Regions from separate parts of the Capsicum annuum genome. Here region 2 is linked to region 1. A link is a contact called in public Hi-C data. All regions are on one chromosome and are shown on one strand. Each heading gives the region's core, a stretch centred on a gene start, on an enhancer-like site or on the middle of the called end of the contact. The rest is flanking DNA. Distances are from core to core; before and after follow the strand shown. Region 1 holds the start of LOC107877310. Region 2 has its middle 33 kb from the start of LOC107855033.

Region 1 (3,702 bases), core at 630-3,129:
TAACTTGAAGACTTTGAATACCATAATTATCGAATAAAATATTCAACATGAATGTTCAAATAGAAAAATATTACATAATTTTTTTCCATCTTTTTAAACCTCTTATTTGTCCAATTTTTTGTTAACAAAACTACCCAACAGAGAAATGATTTTGTAGTTCTTTACGAAATTACTTTTATAAAAGATTTTTATTTTGTGCATAAGACATCTGAAAAGGTTATTTTCTTCTATTTAATTTGCAAGTGATCATATGATATTATTTCCTCCTATATATACATATGGTAATGAGAGATAGCAAATATATCATAAAATTAGTCGAGGTGTGTAAAAGTTATCATGAACATCACAATTATAAAAAGAGTGTTACCAGCACGAGAGGAAAAAAAGAAAGAAACAATAACAATAACGTATCTAATGTAATCCCACAAGTACAATATAAACACGATAATATACACAAATTTTACTTCATAAAACCTCGGCTCAACAAAAATAATATAAAAGAAAAAAAAAACAAAAGATGTACTATATACTAAAGTGCATTTATTATGAGCACCAACATAATACAGCTATATTTTCTTTAGTTGTAAGGCACTTGGCATGTGATCTACCTGACTAACATCTACAATATTCATTCTACTACTCTCACCCTATCCCTTTCCTAATTTTATAGTTGCATAGTACCAATTTACTTGCATTTTTTTGGGGTGGTGGGGATGGGGGTTACTTTTTCCTTTGTTGAAGATTAAAAAAAAGAAAGAAAAAAACTTGGTATGTTGGTTGTTGAGTATTAAATTGTTGATTTAATTTCATATACTTATTTTGGATGTTAGTATTCTGTACTTATTAATTTAGAGCAGTAAATTACCCTGCTGGAACTAGCTGAAATATGCAATTCCCAGCTCATACTTGGCAGCTGAAGTATTTATGATACCTTATTCAACAACAACAGAAAAAATAATCTTGTTTTCCAGTGGTAATAAATAATATAAATACTTATTCGCGCCTCAATATTTTATACAAAATCAATTCAAGTTATTGTAATTACGTGGTTTAATAAAATGAAAATATGAATTAATTGTCCATGGTTAAATGAAAAAATCTAGATACAAACATATGATGTACATCTTTATTTATTTGGTGTAAACACCTGGTGAATATTTAGATTAAAAATCGTTTATTATTTTATCTATTTACGTTTTTTTAATGAGAGACAAGTTCAAGAATGATACCGAATAAAAGAGGGCAAAAAACTTTAAACGGAGAGAAAGAGAGATCCAATATTAATTCTCAAATATATTTACAATAGCAGCTGTTAGTACATATTTTAAAAAAAAAACAAAATTACTAAATAGCCTAAATCATCATCTAAAATTTCATCAATGCAGAACGAGAAAAGAATAATAATAGGCAAAAATGAAACAAAATAATAGTAACACAAAAGTTGCTAAATCCACCTTGAACGAAGAAACACTAACTCAGCCTCAAAAGATATACTGTAGCTTATATGATAAAATTATATTAGAAGTTTAGTACGTCTCATTTCTTCAACCAATGTGAAATTGTAACACTTTCTTTTTATCGGTAAGAGCGAAGAATGGCACCACAAAATGTACAAACAATAGCTCTCCAATTTTTCCAATAAAAGGGGACATAGCAAAAACGTGTAGCTGTCTTCATGTCAGCTACACTAGCACCGCCGCCGCAACGTGAACATGTTCCGGCGGCGGGTTTGCTCTTGCAAACTTGCTTTGTTTGATCTACTAGGAAACAAAAACACACCATTTTTTTTTGTTGGTGTTTATGATGTTTGGAACAGAGAGAGAAAAAGTGGTACTTTGATGTTTTAGTGGTAAGGTTTTATTTGATTAATGAGAAAGAATAGAGGGGTATTTATAGGTGTGAAATTGGGAAAGAATAGTAAAAGTTGAAGCAGGGACAGTTGGGACATTACTATGGCACACTTGCTGACCTTCAATTTGAATTTAAGGATAATTATTTTTTAATTCTTTGGTCAACATTTACCTAATTAATTACTATATATATTTTTTTTGTTTTACTTTTCCTGTTATAAAATAATAGAATGAATAAAAAATGTTCCAAAGCATAGATAGTTTTGTGATTGCTCTTTGTAAAGCTCCCATTTGAGAATAGATTTTCAAAAAAAAAAATGAAAATATTATTCATTCATGAAATTTGGTTAATTCTTAAAGTTCTACAAACTGGCTGATATTTCATTTCCATTCAGAAAATTTTAATTTTTTTTTAGACATAACTCCAAATTTCAAAAAATATTTTTCTAACATAACTTAAGTTTCAACTAAACCTACTACAAAACGCTTGCTTCATCTATAGCTCATTTAGGCCCTCACCATTTTCTTATGGCTTAAGTTTGCCCCTAAAATTAATGCAATAGGCTTTAGGGAGCTAATAAATTGACGAAAGACCACTGTAAAATAAAATAAATTCACTAGTTTAGAAGGGTCTTTGGCCCTCAAATTAAAATCGAATTTGTTTTATGATTTTATTCCCTGGAATAATTATAAAATAAATTCAATTTTTTAGGGTATGCATGTCTTGCTCTTTTTTGTAAAATGAAAACATTCTTCTTCTTTGTCTCTTGTTTTTTTGTTATTATTCGACTAATACGAATTTTTTATCATATGTGGTATCTAAATCCTATTAGTGCTTAATTTGTGAAATTTTAATTACACGACAATAATTTTTACTCCCAACATTGTGTTAATGATTCACCTCACAACGTTTTACTGTAGAGATGGAACTAAATAAGTACTAATTATGATCCCCACCCCCACCCCCACCCCACCCCACCCCACCCCACCCCACAAATTCAACCCAACAGCATTCACTGGGTCACTTTCCTAATATACAGAAAAGTAACCAGGCAATTTAGTACCATTTATAAAGTAGGTATCCTAATTTTTAATTCAGGTAATTATGTAAGTATTTTGAAAGATACAATTGTCCAAACAACATTTTCATAGACTTAGTAGTATTTTTCCTTTTATAGACAAAGTAATCTTTCTTTGCCATTTCAAAGAAGGAACAATACAAACATCAATTCATTATATTTGACCAAGCATTGGGAAGTGAACTTAAATACTCCCTCCGTCCAATTTATATAACAGTGTTCGTCTTTTGAGAGTCAAATTTCTTGATCTTAATTCTTGACAGTGTATTCGACATCGAACCTCTAAGTTTATTGAGACAGTTTATGACTCTCAAAAAACAAAATGTGCCTGGGTCATACAAGTGTACCTAATTGGTCTGCTAGCATGCATTTATGTTGGGTCAGTGTGATATAGTCTATTGAACTGGATTTGGGTTGGCAACTCAAGTGGATGAGAGGGTCCAGTATTGGGTCTGCATCAACCAATTAATACCCATGTTGAGATTTGATGACAATTCACAAGCACTCTTCAATTTTGTTTATTTTTTTTTGTCTCTAATAGTTCCATGGTTATTCTTAACTAGGAGTATGAAAGGAAACATTTTATCAAGTTGGGATTTTAGTTTATCTTTTATGTCACATATTTCTAGTTTTTTTTTGCATTATTAAGTTCTATTTTAGTTGGTGGATGGGATAGCTAGCTCCATTTTTAATCATAAGTCTTCGGTTTGAATGTTTGGTATAGAAAAAATCATTTCTGGGAACATCTTTCTTTTAGTTTTATGTGATGCTCG
Region 2 (3,702 bases), core at 790-3,289, 34 kb before region 1:
ATTTAAATTTTGAAATAATTAGTCATTTTAATTCAGATATAAAAAATTTATAAACTTGCATTTAAATAAGCAATTAAAGATGTTATAGACTTCCATTTTTTACTTCTAACTTGTAGCAATTAAAGTAAGAAATAACTAAGCTTTAAAATTTTGATAAATAAAGATCAGTTAGCTATTTCCATGTTTTCCTCCCAACTTATAGCAATCAAAGGAGAAAACAACCAATCTTTGAAATTGAAAAAGAAAAATAATTTTATTTGACTGTGGGTTTGAAGTTTTTAAAAAAGAAAAGACAAAATCTTTGAAATAGCAATAAACACGATGTCATAGCTAAAATTACCCTATACAAAAATTAAACAATATACAATATTAGATTAAGGAACTTGATTTCATTATTGGATGAATGTATGATATTTATTTCCTTTAAACAAAATTAATATTAAATATGTCGTTAAAATTTTATGATTTAATTTATTCTGAAAAAACAGTTAAATTATGTATAACTAATAGCCTCTTTGGCCAAATTTCTAAAATTTATTTATTTTGAAAAGTATTTTCAAAAGAACTTTTACTAAGTAGCATTTGTGTTTGATGAATATATTTAGAAAAACACTTTTGAGCAACAATTAGTATTTGCTCAAACTTTTTAAAGTGTTTTTAAGTGTATTTTCCTCAAAAGTAATTTTCAAAAAAGTGATTTTAATGGAAAAGTACTTTTTTTATTTTCTAAAAAACAACTTCTCCTACTCTCCATAAAGCACTTATGTTTTTCCAAAAGTTTGACCAAACACCTTATATTTTTTAATAAACACTTTTGAGTGGAAAAAAATAAACTTCACCAAACAGATAAGTGTGACTGTAAATAAAGTTTTGAATGCCAAGAGCTCATATACAATCGGTGTTTATATTAAATCATATTAATTATTATGGTTAAGTAGTTATAATAGAGAGAGAATAATTAGTTAATATATTGATAAGAATCTTTTTTTAATAATCAGGATGAACCTTTCTCTTATTGTGATAAGTATTTTATACATTCACCAACATATTTCAAATCTTTTTGAACATAACACAAAATTCTTAGATAATTGATGATGGAGAAAATAATTTTTCTTCCCTGTTGGCCTTCTAATAAACAATCTTTGGATTAAATGACTTAAATTTCTCAATTGATACAATAATAAAAAATTTAATATAATTAAGTAAATAAAATAATAATTTAAGTAATTTTTTTTCTAACATATTTCTTGCATAATAATTTTTTTCTAATATTTGTTGGCACATCACGCGAATACATATATTAATAGTTAATTAATACACATTCTCACAGTATTTTGTCACTTAATCAATAACCATGGTAAATATGTAGTATGACTTACTGCAAACAGTAAAGATTGGTTAAAATGATATTTTGGTATCAAGGTACATTAACAAATTAGTGATGTGTTCGGTAAGGAGAAAAATGTTTTGAGGAAAATAAGTGCATTGTTTATCTTATTTTTTTTTATTTGGTACATAAATAAAAAATATTAGGAATAATTTCAGAGACCTCCCCTCAGATATCACCTCATCATACTAACATCCCTTGTGATTTACAATATTACGTTTACCTCATTTATTTAAATTTTCTTAATAACTATTCTTTAAGCTTATTCATCATGAGGGGTAATTATATGTGTATTATCTCATTTGTTTTTTTTTTTTTTAAAAAATGCATTTTAGTTGTCCTGAGTTGTAACCAAAGCCAGTGGTTTTATTTAGATGACATGCTCATGATAATTTTCTAAATGATAAAATTTCATGAGATGTTGCCATTTTATCGACACATATTCCTGCATAAAAATCAAGATTTTATTAATTAATATGAAAAGGACTTGTGTGACCAATTATAATTCACTAGTTATAGTTATCCTAATTAGTTGAAATAATCCCCACACATTACTTTCTTTTGATTTTAAGAAGGATAAGATAAATTTAGACCCCACATGGGATTATGAAGTCCTTAAAATAGAATATCATCAACATTAGAATTTTGCAAGAGTGGTTGCTTGTTTGAATTGGCCAAGTGTTGTTTTTGGTCTGAAAAGTCTAGCAATTAGAAAGAGTAATATAAGCTCAGTCATATTGTCAACATCTTCTGTTAGTTGGGGGTTGAGTTAATTACTAGTGAATTTGGAACTGAGATTCCCCCCCCCCCCCCCAAAAAAAAAAAAAATAGATGAGAACTTTAAAAAAAAAAAAATATATATCTTCAAGAAGTTTTTGTATGGAAAAGTGCCTCAAAGTTGAGGCAATTTAATTTTGAATCATGTGATTTGTCTTAACTGGGAAGGAACTATAACTGCCTTAAATGATGCTCCTAGCTTCTCTTCTTGATCGATTCGATTAAATAAAATGATCTCTTACGATCACTTAGAAATTAGATTGAAAACAATAACTTGTATATTCTTTTCAAGTTTTTATATGTATAGACATATAGTTGATCTATTATAAAGATTAATTAAAAATAAGTTTGTAAAAGGCTATATATAATAAAGATGTTTGGGATTAAAGGAAAAATTTTGCAACCAAATAGTGGGCAACGAGGAAAGCTAAGGTGCATGCAATGTCCTGTTATGAAGAGCCGTTTAGTCACTTTGAGGAAAATACATTTTCGAACCGATACCATATCTTTATAATAATATTTACTCGGTATTTATTTTAAATCAATTTAATTTGCAATTATTTTTTTGTTGGTGTCAGGAGAAAGGAAAATGGTGGTGAAAATTTAGACAATCAATCGATGAATTACTAAAATCCTCCGACTGTAATTAGATAACTTAATGAAGCAAATTATATATACTAATTAACCATGATAAATAAGTGATTCAAAATAATTGTACGGCATAACGTATAACGCGTTTGTTTTTCCCGACCTCATTTGTTTGCACTTAATGGGGGTCTGAATCTGAATGGTTCAGACTTCAGACCATTAAGTGCATTTGTTTTTATTAAGGTGTTAACTTTTAATAGGTCTGAATAGGTCTTAATCATTCAGATCTAGAATCAAGTCTTAATAGGTCTAAAGGAATATTCTGGTGTTGGATAATATTCACCACTCTATTCATAATCAGCAGTCACCACCACTGACCACCTTTGCCACCGTCACCATTGTAAACCACCGCCCACCACTACCAACCACCTCCATCATCACAACCACCATCGACAACAAATACCACTACCAACCATAATTGTCAACCACTACCACACATACTATCTCTTTTATTCTAATTATATTCATCGCCACCACTGCCGTCAACAACAACACAATCAGCAACCACTACAGGCCAATCTCTTCTACCAACCAACTCATCTATCACAACTAGCATCACCACTAACTACCACTAATACATCATACCTCTACACATTCTTTGGCCGCCACCACTATTGTCACTAGTAACGCCACCTTTACCACCACTTCAACCAGTACCATCGCTACAATTTATCTCTACTAACAACTGTCCCCACCATCACAACAAATAACATCTTTAATTAGCACCAACACATCATCAATCACCATGCATTCATGTTTCAGCCAACACAATTAACACCTTAAACTACTAACATCAAGCAACGTCACATCACAACAACCACCACCACCATCAATCGCCACCATCATAACAGTCACTACAATAACAACCCTCACAATTATCACCACCAACA

What was found. A called contact is a pair of places that touch in the nucleus more often than the background predicts.
Region 2: a contact with region 1 is called in a Hi-C map of leaf, with 2.0 times the contacts expected there. The contact joins the enhancer-like site here to the promoter of LOC107877310 in region 1. A contact is called at or near these places in 2 of 5 Hi-C or Micro-C datasets (leaf and placenta).

The regions. Positions count from the first base shown.
Region 1 is chr7:202,650,312-202,654,013 of UCD10Xv1.1, reverse strand. LOC107877310 reads right to left here and starts at 1,879. Exons shown (of 1, transcript XM_016723983.2): 1 at 1,259-1,879. The coding sequence starts at 1,782. The coding sequence ends at 1,576.
Region 2 is chr7:202,684,513-202,688,214 of UCD10Xv1.1, reverse strand. No RefSeq gene overlaps it. Among protein-coding and RNA genes, the nearest start is that of LOC107855033, 33 kb to the left of the region's middle. Within about 2 kb of position 2,039, at least 2 of the 5 cell types and tissues checked have an H3K27ac peak or open chromatin away from gene starts, as enhancers often do. A contact at or near this core is called in leaf, where this site is marked.